Linked DNA regions of Hordeum vulgare: region 2 is linked to region 1. A link is a contact called in public Hi-C data. All regions are on one chromosome and are shown on one strand. The core of a region is the stretch at or near the end of the contact, and the rest is flanking DNA. Distances in the headings are between cores, read along the strand shown.

Region 1 (6,627 bases), core at 841-3,340:
GAGTGTTACGAGAAAAAAACAAACACGTGAATAATTGGGTGAAGTTTAGGTAGAAATGCCAAGAAGCTCAAGTTCTTTAGCGGTGCATTTTCAAAGAATTTGTTTCATGAAAAAGGCAGTACGCATGATCTGGATGTTTTCAAAACTGCTTGAAAACGACTAGTAATCAGAGGAAACTATCTACCTGAAAAAGTTTTGCATTTTCCGTAGCTTTTGAACGGTATATTATTTGTCCCATTCTGATAAAGTTTGTAAAAACTACGGTTGAAAAACGTTTTTAGCCATTTTGAAAACTTACTTAAAACCTTAAGGAATTGGGAAAAACAATCTACATATAAAAGTTTCGCATTTGTTCAAGCTTTCGAACGGCATATCATTTGCTCCATTTCGGGAAATCATTTAGAAATTAACGTGAAATACGAACTCGGTACAACTTCTACCGTTTTCTCAGTTACTTTTAAACCTTTCATAGTTGAAGGAACTTTTTGTATGAAATATTACGCATTTTCATCAGCTTTCCAATGCCATATCATATGCGTCGATCGGACTAGCCGTTTTCAAATTAACCCCAAAATACGAACCTGAGTGTTCGGTTTTAAGAAATTTCGCCATTTTTCAATTCCCTCTTTAATCGTATGGAATTTGGAAATACTTTCAATGTTTGAAATGATGGGATTTGCAGTAGCTATTCAACGCCATCTCATTTGCCTCATTCTGACAAATGGTTTAAAAATAGGATCGAAAATACGATTCACATTTTTTTGTATGAACAAAAACTATTTTCAAAAGTGCTCTTAAACCATGAATATTTTGACAAAAATTCAACCTAGGCTATTACGAGGGTGTCCATAGCTTTCAAATGGTATATCGCAAGCCCCATTTGGAGAATATTAACCTGGTGAGTGGACGAAGTGTTACGAGCAAATAACAATATGTAGAAAATAGTGTGAAGTTCAAGTGGACATGGCAAGAAGGACAAGGTCTTAACGCGATGCATTTTGAAAGGATGTGTTTCGCGAAAAAGGCATAACACATGATCTCGTTATTTTTTATACTGATTAAAACCGGTTAGGAATTACAGAAAACTATCTACATGAAGAAGTTTCACATTTTTCATAGCTTTTGAACGACATATTATTTGCCCCATTCCGATTAAGTTTGTAAGAACTACGGCCAAAAGCCATTTTTAAAACTGACATAAAAACGTAATCAATCCAATTTTTTTTGCATATACAAGTTACATATTTTCTCAAGCTTTCCAACGCTTTATCATTTGCTCCATTGCGAGACACCATTGAGAAATTAAAGCGAAAATACAAAGTCGGTACAACTTCTGCCGTTTTATAAATTCTTTTAAACCGTTAATAGTTGGAAGAAACTTTTCACAGGAAATACTATGCATTTTCATCAGCTTTCAAACGCAATACCATTTGCATCAATTGGGTTAGCCGTTTTCAAATTAATTCCAAAATACTAACCTGGCTGTTCGATTTCAAAAACTCGTTATTTTGCAAATTTCTTTTTAACCATAGGGAATTTGGAAAAACTTTCAACATATGAAATGAGGAGATTTGCAGCAACTCTTTAACACCATCTAATTTGCCTCATTTTGACAAACGGTTTAGAAATAGGATCAACAATACGATTCACGTTTTTGTATGAACAAACACGATTTTCAAAACTGCTCTGAAACCGTGAACATTTTGGCAAAAATTCAACCAAGGCTGTTACCAGGGTGTCCATAGATTTCAAATGATATATCGCAAGTTCCATTTGGACACTTTTAGCGGAAGTTCAACCGAGCATCTAGGGAAGTTCAATTGCTATCGCTGGAACGAGTCAACCCGGGATCAGAATAATGTATATATATATATATATATATAGACACACAGGGTCGGTCTATTCTGATAACACTGTTAAGAGTCTTATTGTGCTAACAAAAATCTCTTATTCTCCTAAGAGTTTCGCACCGCCTAGAACCAAACAAAAACCCACATGAAAACACCTGGACGAACTGCCACACCCCCACCACTCCCACCTCCCTCGTCCTCATCCACCCATTTACCCTGATCCCCTCCCACCTTCTTTCTCCACGCCCCCGAGCCCCGACCACTCCACCATCTTCATCCACGCCTATCACAGTAGAGGATCTGTCCTGGTAACCACCACCGCTGCTCCCACCATCTTCAATGTCGCTGGTGCCACCCACCCTAGCCACCATCTCCGGCACGACGAGGCCCACCCGAGCCGCCACCCCAAAATCCCCAACTTCTCCACCGCGACAAACCCACCCGAGACGCCTCCCCACCTTCCTCCGGCAGCGCGCCATGACCACCCAACACCAGCAACCTCCCACTACTCCAACCCCGGCTTCCTCACAGCGCACCACCGCTTCGCCAGCCGCCCCCTTCACCTCCTTCCCCGCACTAGCGCTCGGCCAGCATACCGGCAAGCAGATCCACACCACGACTATGACTCCGCGCCGGATACACCAAAATCCAGGGGTCCCCATCGGCCCTTTACTTCCCTACGGCAGCGGCGGCGCAGCTCACCACCTCCCACCCCGTGGCGGCGCAGCTCACCACCGGTCACATACACACCTGCCGCACCAATGAATCCCGCCGCTCCGGACCAACCTCTTCCTGATGCTTCCCCGTCCGTAAAATCACCCGTGGTGACGGATCCGAGCTCCGCTGCACCTATGCCTTCCCTAGCATCCGTATTCCCTCGGGCGCTGGCCAGCGCCACGCCATGCCATTCTCATCTAGCCAACGGTAGCGATGCAGTGCAGTTCACCAAGCTTTGCCCCCCTTCCGCCCAATTTGGAGCTCGCTCGCGATCTGGTCACTCTCTGCGCAACCCTCGTGGTGCAGTGCAGTTCGATAGGTGGTGGAAAGTGTAGCCCCCTTCATCCTTATGAGCATATGTGCTCCAGACGATGTGTTTACTGCATGTGCATGCACCATCCCTGGTACTGCAGTTCGGTATGAATCCCTAACCCCCGTCCTCCTCCTATTCTCTCTCTCTCTCTCTCTCTGACGTTTGTCTCGTTTTATCTCCTACTGCAGTGCACGCCATCGGTGATAGTAGTCCGTGCGTGTCATCTTCTCTCGTCCAAGATCCAGGCACACAAAAGGGTGTAGAATAGGAGGAGGATTCATGAATTAACGGGGCAGGTCCAGTTCGGCCAAACAACCTCTATAGATCGGTGGTTGAGTGCGTGCATGCTTTCAGTCTAGTGCTGCAGTTTATGGATGCGGTCGCGGTGTGCAGTTTGTTTAGAGTGAGGATGCGGTTCGTCCAGATCAAGCGTGTGCTTGAAATTTTATGAACGCATTTTTATGTGTCTCCTGTGTGATGTTAATTTTATGTGTTTTGCATTTTCATGAGTGTGGCTATGTAAAACAATCATATAGATGTGTATGTTTTGAAGCTCATTTTGTTCTTTCATGAAGGTTGCTATAAAACTCCTTTGTGCTCTACTGGTTGAATGAGAGAATAAAACATCTCAAAGAAAGAAGTTCGCTTCTCATTAGATGAAGTTCACTCTCTCAGTCCCTACGGTGCACTTGCCCGGTCTACGCGTGTAACAGAACAAGTTTTTAAAAACGACAACAAAAACACATGTGGTTCATTTCTCGATAGCGACGTGGTTCACTTATGTTCGATGTGAAGTGCACTCCACTTCCTCATATTAAAAATTCATGTCTGCCAAAATAAACAATGAAGTTTTCTTCCTGTTCGATGTAGTGCGGTCTTCAGTCTGGTGCAGATCGTTCTTCTCTCTCATGCGGTTCACGCGTCGATTTTGATGTCATGAAAAACTCAGTGTCTAACAAAAGAAAACCATGCAGTGCAGTTGCCCGTCCGATGTAGTGTGGCTTCCCGTCAAAAAGCAGTGCGCTCTTCTATCCGATGCGGTTCATGCGTTGAATTGGGTGTTGCGAAAAAATAGAGTGTCCGCATTTCGGTAATTTCAAAACTTCTCTTAAACCATAAGGAATTAGAGAAAGTGTTCTACATGTAAAAGATGCGCCTCGTCAATGCCTTTCCAAAGCCAAATTCTTTTCTTCGTTCCAACGAGCGGTTTGGAAAAGTTTATGAAAATATGCTCGCTGCAACTCATAGGCACCCACACCATTTTCCAAAATTCATTTAAAACCGCGAGGAATCTCAACAAATGACCAATGTATCAAAAGCGCACCTATTCCACAGCTTTTCAACGCTGTATAATACACCTCTTTCCGACGAATGATTTAAAAACTATAGCTAAAAACATACAAAAAACATGAATGTTGAGAAAAACAGAATTCCGTGTTTTAGTAAATTTGAAATTACTCTCAAACTCTAAGGAATTAGAGAACGAAATATATATGAAAAAGACGCGCCTCGACGATAAATTTCAATCGCCATATTGTTTGCTTCATTCCGACAAGCGGTTTAGAAAAATCACGAAAGTATGGTCACTGCAGTCCGTCATGCGTCCACCATTGTTGAAATTGCTCTCAAACCACGAGGAATCGCGAAAAATGTTCAACAACATGGAGTTGGGGATTTTCCGTAGCAATCCAAAATTATATTATACGCTTCATTTCGACAAACGGGTTTAAAACTAGAGAGAAAACGGTGTGGAAAAAAAGTGTGCAGTTTTTTGTGCTCACATTGGAGTGCTTGTTTTTAAAGAGATGGAGTGCACTACCATTGAGCATGCAATTGGGAAGTGGTACCAGAATAACTATTGTGCTAATATTAATAAAGCTGACCTTCCATCACAGCGAGAAAAGAAGAAGCCGTGACTGCTATGAAAGAGCAGGCCTGGGACACGCCGGCAGTGATGAAAAGGCAAGGACTCCATCAGTTGCTCTTAGGAGATGTCATAAAAGCAACTGTAGCCTTTCCGGTAAACTTACCTTCCTAAATGATTGCCTAATATTTTACTCCTCAAATTTATATAAATTAAAGCATTCTCCACGTAACATATCTCCCAAATTCTTCACTCCTTAGAAGCTCAACTTTGCACAAATAGTCACTTCTAATTGAAAATAAATGTGATAACTTAGAGCTTACTTACATATGATGACACTACCATGTTAAACATAAAAATAGCTAACTTAAACTAACTACCACTTTATTGGATCTAAAACAAACTAGAAACATCAAATCCACGTCGAGTGAGAGGGCTATGAGCTTGTCGCGGAGTCGAGTTGTGCGAAGATTGTCTCTCCGCCACTCTCCGCTATCGAGAATGTCATGCGTTTTGGCAGTGACCTGGTACTCGGAATCCATTGATACCTCAATGCTAAGGTGCTCCTCCACTGCTTTGCAATCAACAAGTATGGCGGTGGCGCACTCAACTACAAGTTGCGCCTCGACGGCATGACTCTCCACCTACTCCGTAGGCGCTCATACTCAAGCTTGGCCGCCTCGCACGAGAGAAACCACCCCTCATCGTTGGCCTCCACCATGTACTCATCCTCATCCTCCTCCTTTGACGAGGAGGAGCTCAAATGAGTGGTTGCATGCCGCTCAACAACCTCTGCCTAGACTTTCGCTGGACGGCGCCCCACGAGACATGTAGGGACACTCAGGATTACCCTTACAATTCCTAGGGGATCGAGATGGGGTAGAGGCGGTTGTGATTTTTACATGGTAGCGATGTGATTAGGGGATGAACGGGGACCTGGGGTTAGATGGTGGCATCTAGTGTTTGGGGAGTAGGGACTGCATAGGATAGTTATAGTTTACATGCGGCTGTTCACGCGATGCACCGCGGTGCGTGATGAATTTCACCGAGAGGTAGGAGAGATGATTTAGGAAGAAAGGGTCAATGATCCTAAAGTTTGAGAATAGAGTGAGTATTTTCAGGGGTAACTCCTCAATTTTTTTTAGGAATTAATGGATTGGGAGAAAGACTAGATAAGGTCTAAGGGCATCTCCAACGGCAACCCGTAACTTTTATCCCGCATCCGTCCATGACAGGGGGGCAGTCCACATACATGGATGCGAGAGGCTACCATCCAACGCCATCTGCATATATTTCAAACACTTTGTGAACTAACCGGACAAATTCGTGCAAACACGGGCGTATTTCATACAAAACCGGACGACATTCATAACACAAGGATTTTCATTAGATTTCAAACATTTAGAACAAAACCCCCATTCCGACGTCCAAGCCCTTGTCGTTCCCCATCCACCCTCTCCATGTGTACCAATGATAAGATCGATGAAGTCAAAGTGCGGTCTCCGACAAGGAACAACAGAATGTAGGAGATAGACTGGCCAACATGGGACACGAGGACCTATTGCCTCCCGATATGTCTCCAATGTATCTACTTTTCTAAACACTGTTGCTCTTGTTTTGGACTCTAATTTGCATGATTTGAATGAAACTAATCTAGACTAACGCTGTTTTCAGCAGAAACGCCATGGTGTTGTTTTTGTGCAAAAATAAAATTTCTTGGAATTGGACAAATCTTTCTAGAGTAAATAAAAAATACAGGAGCAAAGATCCACTGGAGGGGGCCACCAGTTGCTCACAAGACAACATGGCGCGCCATGATGCCTTGTTGGGCTCACGTGGCTCCACTGACCCTAATTCAAAGCCTACATATTCCTATTCCCCGA
Region 2 (6,667 bases), core at 4,023-6,522, 570 kb after region 1:
GAGAAGAAATATATGTCGACAAATGTAGACTTATGTTATATGATTCTCGAGAAATCAATGAAATTTGTGGAAATGTATTTATTCCTTTTAACTCCTTGTGATTTCCTACAACAATGGAGTCAAGGTGTTTCGATGTCCCGACACCAAAACATTTGTGCACATTTATGTCGGGCTTTGGATGATGAGCATCCAGTGAGGTGTCTTTCAACTCGATGTTGAATTACATTTACTAGTTGAGGATTTGATTTCCTCTATTTCCGCGGAAGCATATGCGAGATTATATCTCGTGTGGTCAGATTTCTCCCTCTCTTGCTCTCATTTTGGGAGAAGAGTGGTTTATCAGGTACCTCCACTCTTTCTGACACTTTACTGCAGGAATATAAAATTGAGTGACACCTTTGTCATCAGTAAATGTATGTGGCAGATTTGCAATGTGTTGCAAATATGTGATTCTAAACTTCTTGTTCATATTCTTTGAGTACGTGGATATAAGGACTGAATGTGAATAACATTCCTAATTTATTTCTTGGCATTCTTTGTGGTACTTATCTCCCCCTAATGCCAGAAATGTCCTTATTGCTGATGCAATCAGCATACGGGCTATGAATAATTTTGATTGACGGATAAATTGTCATTCCTCACTTAGATCCCTAATTTTCTGTGAGAGCCCATTGATGTATGTTGGAGTGGTGATATCGGTATGTAACCGAATTATCGCAGATAGGAAATACTTTGTTGATTTCCACATAATTACTAAAAAGGGGAAAGTAGTATGCTATGCAATTGGTATGATTTATATCATACTTACGGTGTGTAATGCCGTATTTTTCTAGCATGAGGCTAGTAAATCATGATTCTATAAGTTTGGTCATATTATTAATTTCACTATCTTTGATAAGATATTGAACTAAACCATTTTGGGTATGTACATAAAGTATTATATATAATCAGATATTTCTTGTGAAATGAGTTCAACAAAGTTGTCCATTCGAATGGATTTATCCCTTGTTTAGGATAACTTGCTCTTACTTTGAGAATCTGAGCAATTGATTTAGTTATATCATTCATGGTTTGTGTGACAAGAGACACACTAGAAATCATTTTATAAATGTTTCCTTGAGTACCATAAAGTATCTATAAAATACCACACAATGGTTGAGAATGCATATATCTTCTGAATGTGTTCAAGGAAGAATGAGTTGGCTCATTTAGAATTGTAAGGTGAGAGTTCCTTAAATTAATTTCCCTTATGGCACATGTGGTGCACATAAAATCTGATGATTTGGGAAATTTTGCAACTTGTTAAGTTGTGACCAATAGAATTGTCAATAATTTTCTAAACAACCCCAAACCTCGATTGTAAGGCTTAAAACCAAATATTTTGTAAGATTTAGAAAATTATTGTGTACGCAACAAAACTGAGTATGAATTGATTCATACATGCAAAAATTATCAAATATAATGTCCAAGAAATAGGATATTGGACATTTATACTACATGTAGTAGTACGGCTATAGGCAAACAATATTTTGTGAATAATCGGGATATTACATGAGGTCTCCCATATTACGGAAAAATGAGTTATGCAAACATATCATAGGCACAAACGAATTGATCATTCTTTTATTGCACTATATTTTTGGTTCTCCTTCTGATGAAGATTCGAGAACATCATTTACCAGAATAGTTTCTGGTGTATGTTTGCAAATTTTCAAATACCACAATGAACTTATTTGCCTTTTAATAAACTCATGGTGTGGTTTGACCATATGTTTGAGGGTTTGGTAATCATAGGTACGATATTCATGTAACCACACATTTGACAAACTTGAGAGTTGTCTTTGTAATCTTTTTAAAATGATCAATTACTAATTAAAAGGTAATTATGGCATTGGTTGTCTTTATCCTCCACTTTACTTTGAATGCCTCATTGTTCTATTTTGTGACCACTGACATGCATGGTATTCTCAATGCTAGCAAATATTTGAAGCACCCGTTGGGTGAATATGATGAGTTTAAGAAATAACATGTTTCTTTACCATGAAAATGGTAATACCATCATAAGGAGATGTAAAGTGTATCAAGGGCTTTTCGACCTGATCTGCATATGAAAATGTCAGATCATGAGATCTCAACTTCAAGTTTATTTTATAATTACCAAAATTGTAAGTTGCGATAGACTTGAGGTCTTGAAAAATTATTGGGTGATCATTCCAAATGTGCTCGGGGCAGCATGTTTCTCTTAAGGGAAATATTCAAGGTGAATAAATATTCATCCATTATGTACTTAGTTTGAGAACTAAGTGAAGTTGGTGAGAGATGAAATACATATGATCATACTTAGCTATTAAGAGAATAGCCATGACACATATTCCGAAGGTGAGGTTATAGTAGCAATAATACCTCGGGTGGATACAACGACCGATGTCGTAAATCATCTTACAATAAATAATCTCACCTAACATGTACTTACTGTATTTGGAAATGTGAGCCATGCGTTACTTGAAAATGCTAATGCATTTATTTAATTTACTTCTAGGAGTAAGTGGCATCTATAAATAAATGATTTGTTTGAGAACAATCATGGTCAAGGTGATCCTTGGTGAACTTGGGTGTATCCTTCAATATAACACATGTGATTAAATTATTGCTAATGTTTTGGACTTCATTCTTGAGGAAGTGTGTGACTTTAGAGTCACTGCCAAAACGTATAGACTTGCATGCTTAACACTGGTTAGTCACTATGAAATTATAACCACGATGTCCTGTGGACCTTGCAAAAGTGTTGAGACACTTAATCATTGTCATAAATTATGTGGTCCATCATGATGGATGGACGACACTATAATTAGAAATATTGTCGTAGGCTTCATTGCTATGTATTTTACCAATGTAATAGAAGGTAATCACAAGTAAATGCAGATATTTATGTAGTTCCCTATGACATATTCAAGCAAAAAGAGGCTTGAATAATTGATATTGGTAGATAATACCATTCAACATGCAATAATCATGCATGAATTTGCTATGATAATAAATCATTTTAGTGAACAACAACAATTGCTTCAGAGGAGCAAATTTTAGTACGGCTGATGACATATAGCCATATGTGTAGACCTCAATTTATATAGGATAACACTTTAAAGATAATCACCAATATGGTATAGATCTCGCAGTAATAGAAAACATAGTCTGACTATTGTCAGTAGATGTTTATAATTCTATTACCTTATGTTATGCTAAATGTATGAAATCACTTTGAAGGCAATCATTTGTCAAAGTGACATGATGTAGACCTTGCAGTAATAGTGGATAGTCTGTAATTTTTTTTACAGTAGATGCCAATATTACCTTATGATATCTAGAGGTAGTCACATATTAATATTTGGAAGGGCACTTTGAAGGTAATCATCTTGTAAAACACAAGATGTAGACCTCATAGTAGTGATGAATAATCTACGAATTGTGCAGTAGATGTCATCAGTACCTTGTAATTCACAAATAAATGTATGTAGTCATATTGAGTATGACATTTTATAATTCTTATTAGAAATTTATTATGATTTGCAAGAAAATTTATTTCTATTGCAAAATCGTAGTGGTTGTCACAAATTGCATGCAATGCTAGAGAGTAGAGACAAAAGATGTCTTAAATTTTGAAGGAATATGATCTGGAATATAGGCAAAACATTCTTTTGCAACAGTATTACTGCGGTAATACATATACTTGTAAAAGTTAATTTACATACTTACGCAAAGTATATGAAGACATGAGGTCTTCAAATGGCAATTTTACCCGTTGCAAAATAACATATAACTATGTTATATGTAATTTATGATGAACTAAGGTTCTCCCACATCTAAATTGTACTAGTAGATTCACTAATTTGCTAGAGTGGTGATGTATACGAGCTACTCCATATTATATGCAAATAGTGCATAGTGTGGTGGCGGCCAGAACTTGAGTGCACATGGGCCTAACTGGTACTACTCCCACGTACACGTAACACAAGTCACGACCACATCCTGTGATGCCGAACGGATAAGGACGGAACAAAGCGACCACGTCTCGATCCCCAACTTCAACTGCACAAGCGAACGCTCCCATGGTTGAACGGTGGAGTCAGCGCAGAGAGGTGCTCCCGCCGTGCTCTTTCTCGTTGTAGGAGGCGCCGGGAGGCGGGTTCTAAGCACGGCGCCATTGGGGAGGCTAAGGGAGGCGGGCTCCCATGTGTCTGCGCGGAAGCCGTGCGGGTGGGAGGCCATTGCCGCCGCAAATCAGTGCAGGATGCGACAAGCTTCGGGTGACGGCTTCGGTAGCCGCGCTGGTGACGAGAGGTCTCCGTCAGCTACCGTCGGGCGGTTCCGGACGGCGCGCCGGTGACGGGAGGCTGCCGTCGGGTGGCGCCGCGCTACTGCCAGGCCACGCGCTGAGGCAGCATGGCGCGTGTGTGCCTCCCGGCGCTGTCGTTCCGTGAGAAGCCAGGCCATTGGCGCTCACATGTGCGCCGTCGTTTCCCGGCGCTTGACGGCAGGCTTGCCAGCGGAACGCCGAGAGCCATGAGGCGACGGTGAGCGCCCGTGCAAGGCGTGGGCGGAGGAGGGGGCCGGCGTCGGGGTCTTCAGGCGCGGCGCAACGGCGTTGACATCGACAATCGCGTGGTTGGTGTAGCCGTCCGCGCCGGAGCCGAAGTTAAAGACGGTGGCCCCGGTCGGTGTGGACACGAAGGCGAGCGCGTCGCCTGCGCGAACCAGCACGCGAGTTGCATCCGGGGCGCTCGTCTCTATTGGAGGTAGCGGAGGCGCGGTGTCGGCGGCCGCGGTCGCACGACGCGGACATGGGCCGGCTGTCTGCGGCGGCGGCCTTCGTCACGAAGGAGTCGCACGAAGAGAGAAAGAAGCGCAGACATTTTATTTCTTACCATTTGTCTGTTCTTTCCCTCCTATTCGTCTAGTTCTTCTCGTTCCGGCAATTGCCGGCGATTTCTTGCTCTCAGTAGAGGCAGTGCTGATAACGTGTTAGAGTAAAACGAGATTGAATGAAAGTAATGGACGATCAATCCTCTTTCTATTGATTCTCAAGTATATATACATCTGGAAGAGGTGCGAAGAAGATGTGTCTGATCGGAGGCATCCCTTCAGAACAGGTGCCTCTTGGCAATAGACATAAAAAGAAGATACTTTTTTTTAATTAATCTACTAATTAATTTCTAACAGAGTGGAGCCTCCCGTTTTGCGCACGTGGGATGGAGTGTTCGCCGGTGGCCACGCAAGGCACCCTCTCCACTTGGAATTTCTTGGAGAACAGCTCATCATCCCCCCACCCTGACTGCAAGTCCGCGCCACGGGTTCGCCCGAATCGATCCAAGGAATCACTGCCTACCAGACCAATCCACCCGCACCTGCAGATCCTCTGCGATTGATGAGTATTCCTCCCCCAGCTTCTTGGTGGAGCGACTTGGATGCGAGGGAGCTCTGCCCGGAGCCTTCTCTCCCATCTCCCCGCCCCCCGTAAAGGCGCTGCCGCCTTTCGCCTCCCGCCGCCGGAGATAGGCCCCAGGATGGGCTAGGGACTCCTCCTGCACCCACCAGCGGCGGGCCGGAGCCTTTTCGGATCTGCCCGTCTCCTCTCGCTCTACTTGTCTTGTTGGACCCTAGCACACTACTATATCAAACTGTTGCCAATACTTACCCTGCCTAAAGCGGCCGATTGGCCACGCCAATGCTGTGTCCGGATCCTGCTTATGCCACAACTTTCTCCTCTTTAGTTTTTTTTTTTTTTTTTTGATAACCTGGGAGCGAGCTTCTAGTTTATCCCGGGTTATCATATTCTCCCGTTAATGCGAGTCCCGAGGAGACAGACTAAAGCTTGGATTTGTTCTTCCAATTTGGATAATCCTATTTCAAGGACATATTCTTGGCAACACTCTGCCCTGTAAAATATATTCTTTGCCCTGAATTGATTTTGTGTTAATGTTACTAATAGTGCCGAGGAGGGCAGATATTACATATTCCCACCTGCCCACCCACTTGGAAACATGGGTTCCTCCCAAGAATCCACATTTTCATCGGCCTCAACAGCCGCACAAGTGAATGCTTTGGACTTACTACCTGTCTATGCCAAGGAGCTTATCGCTGGTGGTGCAGCTGGTGCATTCGCAAAGACTGCCGTCGCGCCACTAGAGAGGGTAAAGATCTTATTGCAGGTATGGACTGCTTAATGCTTGTGCTGGTTGCATGGGTATTTAGCTCCTTTATTAACTTATATTAGGAAAATATGTCTTCTGTTGCTTTATAGACAAGAACCCAAGGGTTTCAATCCCTTGGGATTCTCCAATCCTTGAGGAAGCTGTGGAAATACGAGGGAATTCGAGGCTTCTACAAGTAAGTAAAGTGGAGAGAACGCCTTAAACTCTGACTGTTGAATTCGGCGTCTTGATTTTGTAAGTTTTACTGGTAAGTTCAGCATACTTATTTTGATATTTTATTGATCGTTCGTGCAGAGGAAACGGTGCGAGTGTGCTTCGGATTGTTCCGTATGCAGCATTGCATTACATGACATATGAGCAGTATAGGTGCTGGATACTGAATAATGCCCCATCAGTGGGTACAGGACCTGTGGTTGATCTCTTGGCAGGCTCAGCTGCTGGCGGAACTGCAGTTCTGT

Evidence for each region. A called contact is a pair of places that touch in the nucleus more often than the background predicts.
Region 2: a contact with region 1 is called in a Hi-C map of seedling, with 3 times the contacts expected there. The contact joins the promoter of LOC123443738 here to the enhancer-like site in region 1. A contact is called at or near these places in 3 of 6 Hi-C or Micro-C datasets (leaf and seedling) and 1 of 1 datasets of contacts at active chromatin or transcription factors (embryo).

What each region holds. Positions count from the first base shown.
Region 1 is chr3H:322,245,636-322,252,262 of MorexV3_pseudomolecules_assembly, forward strand. No RefSeq gene overlaps it. Among protein-coding and RNA genes, the nearest start is that of LOC123439911, 25 kb to the right of the region's middle. Within about 2 kb of position 2,091, at least 3 of the 3 cell types and tissues checked have open chromatin away from gene starts, as enhancers often do. A contact at or near this core is called in leaf and seedling, where this site is marked.
Region 2 is chr3H:322,815,468-322,822,134 of MorexV3_pseudomolecules_assembly, forward strand. It overlaps LOC123443738 (mitochondrial carrier protein CoAc1), which reads left to right and starts at 5,273. Exons shown (of 7, transcript XM_045120255.1): 1 at 5,273-6,206; 2 at 6,299-6,384; 3 at 6,504-6,667. The coding sequence starts at 6,039.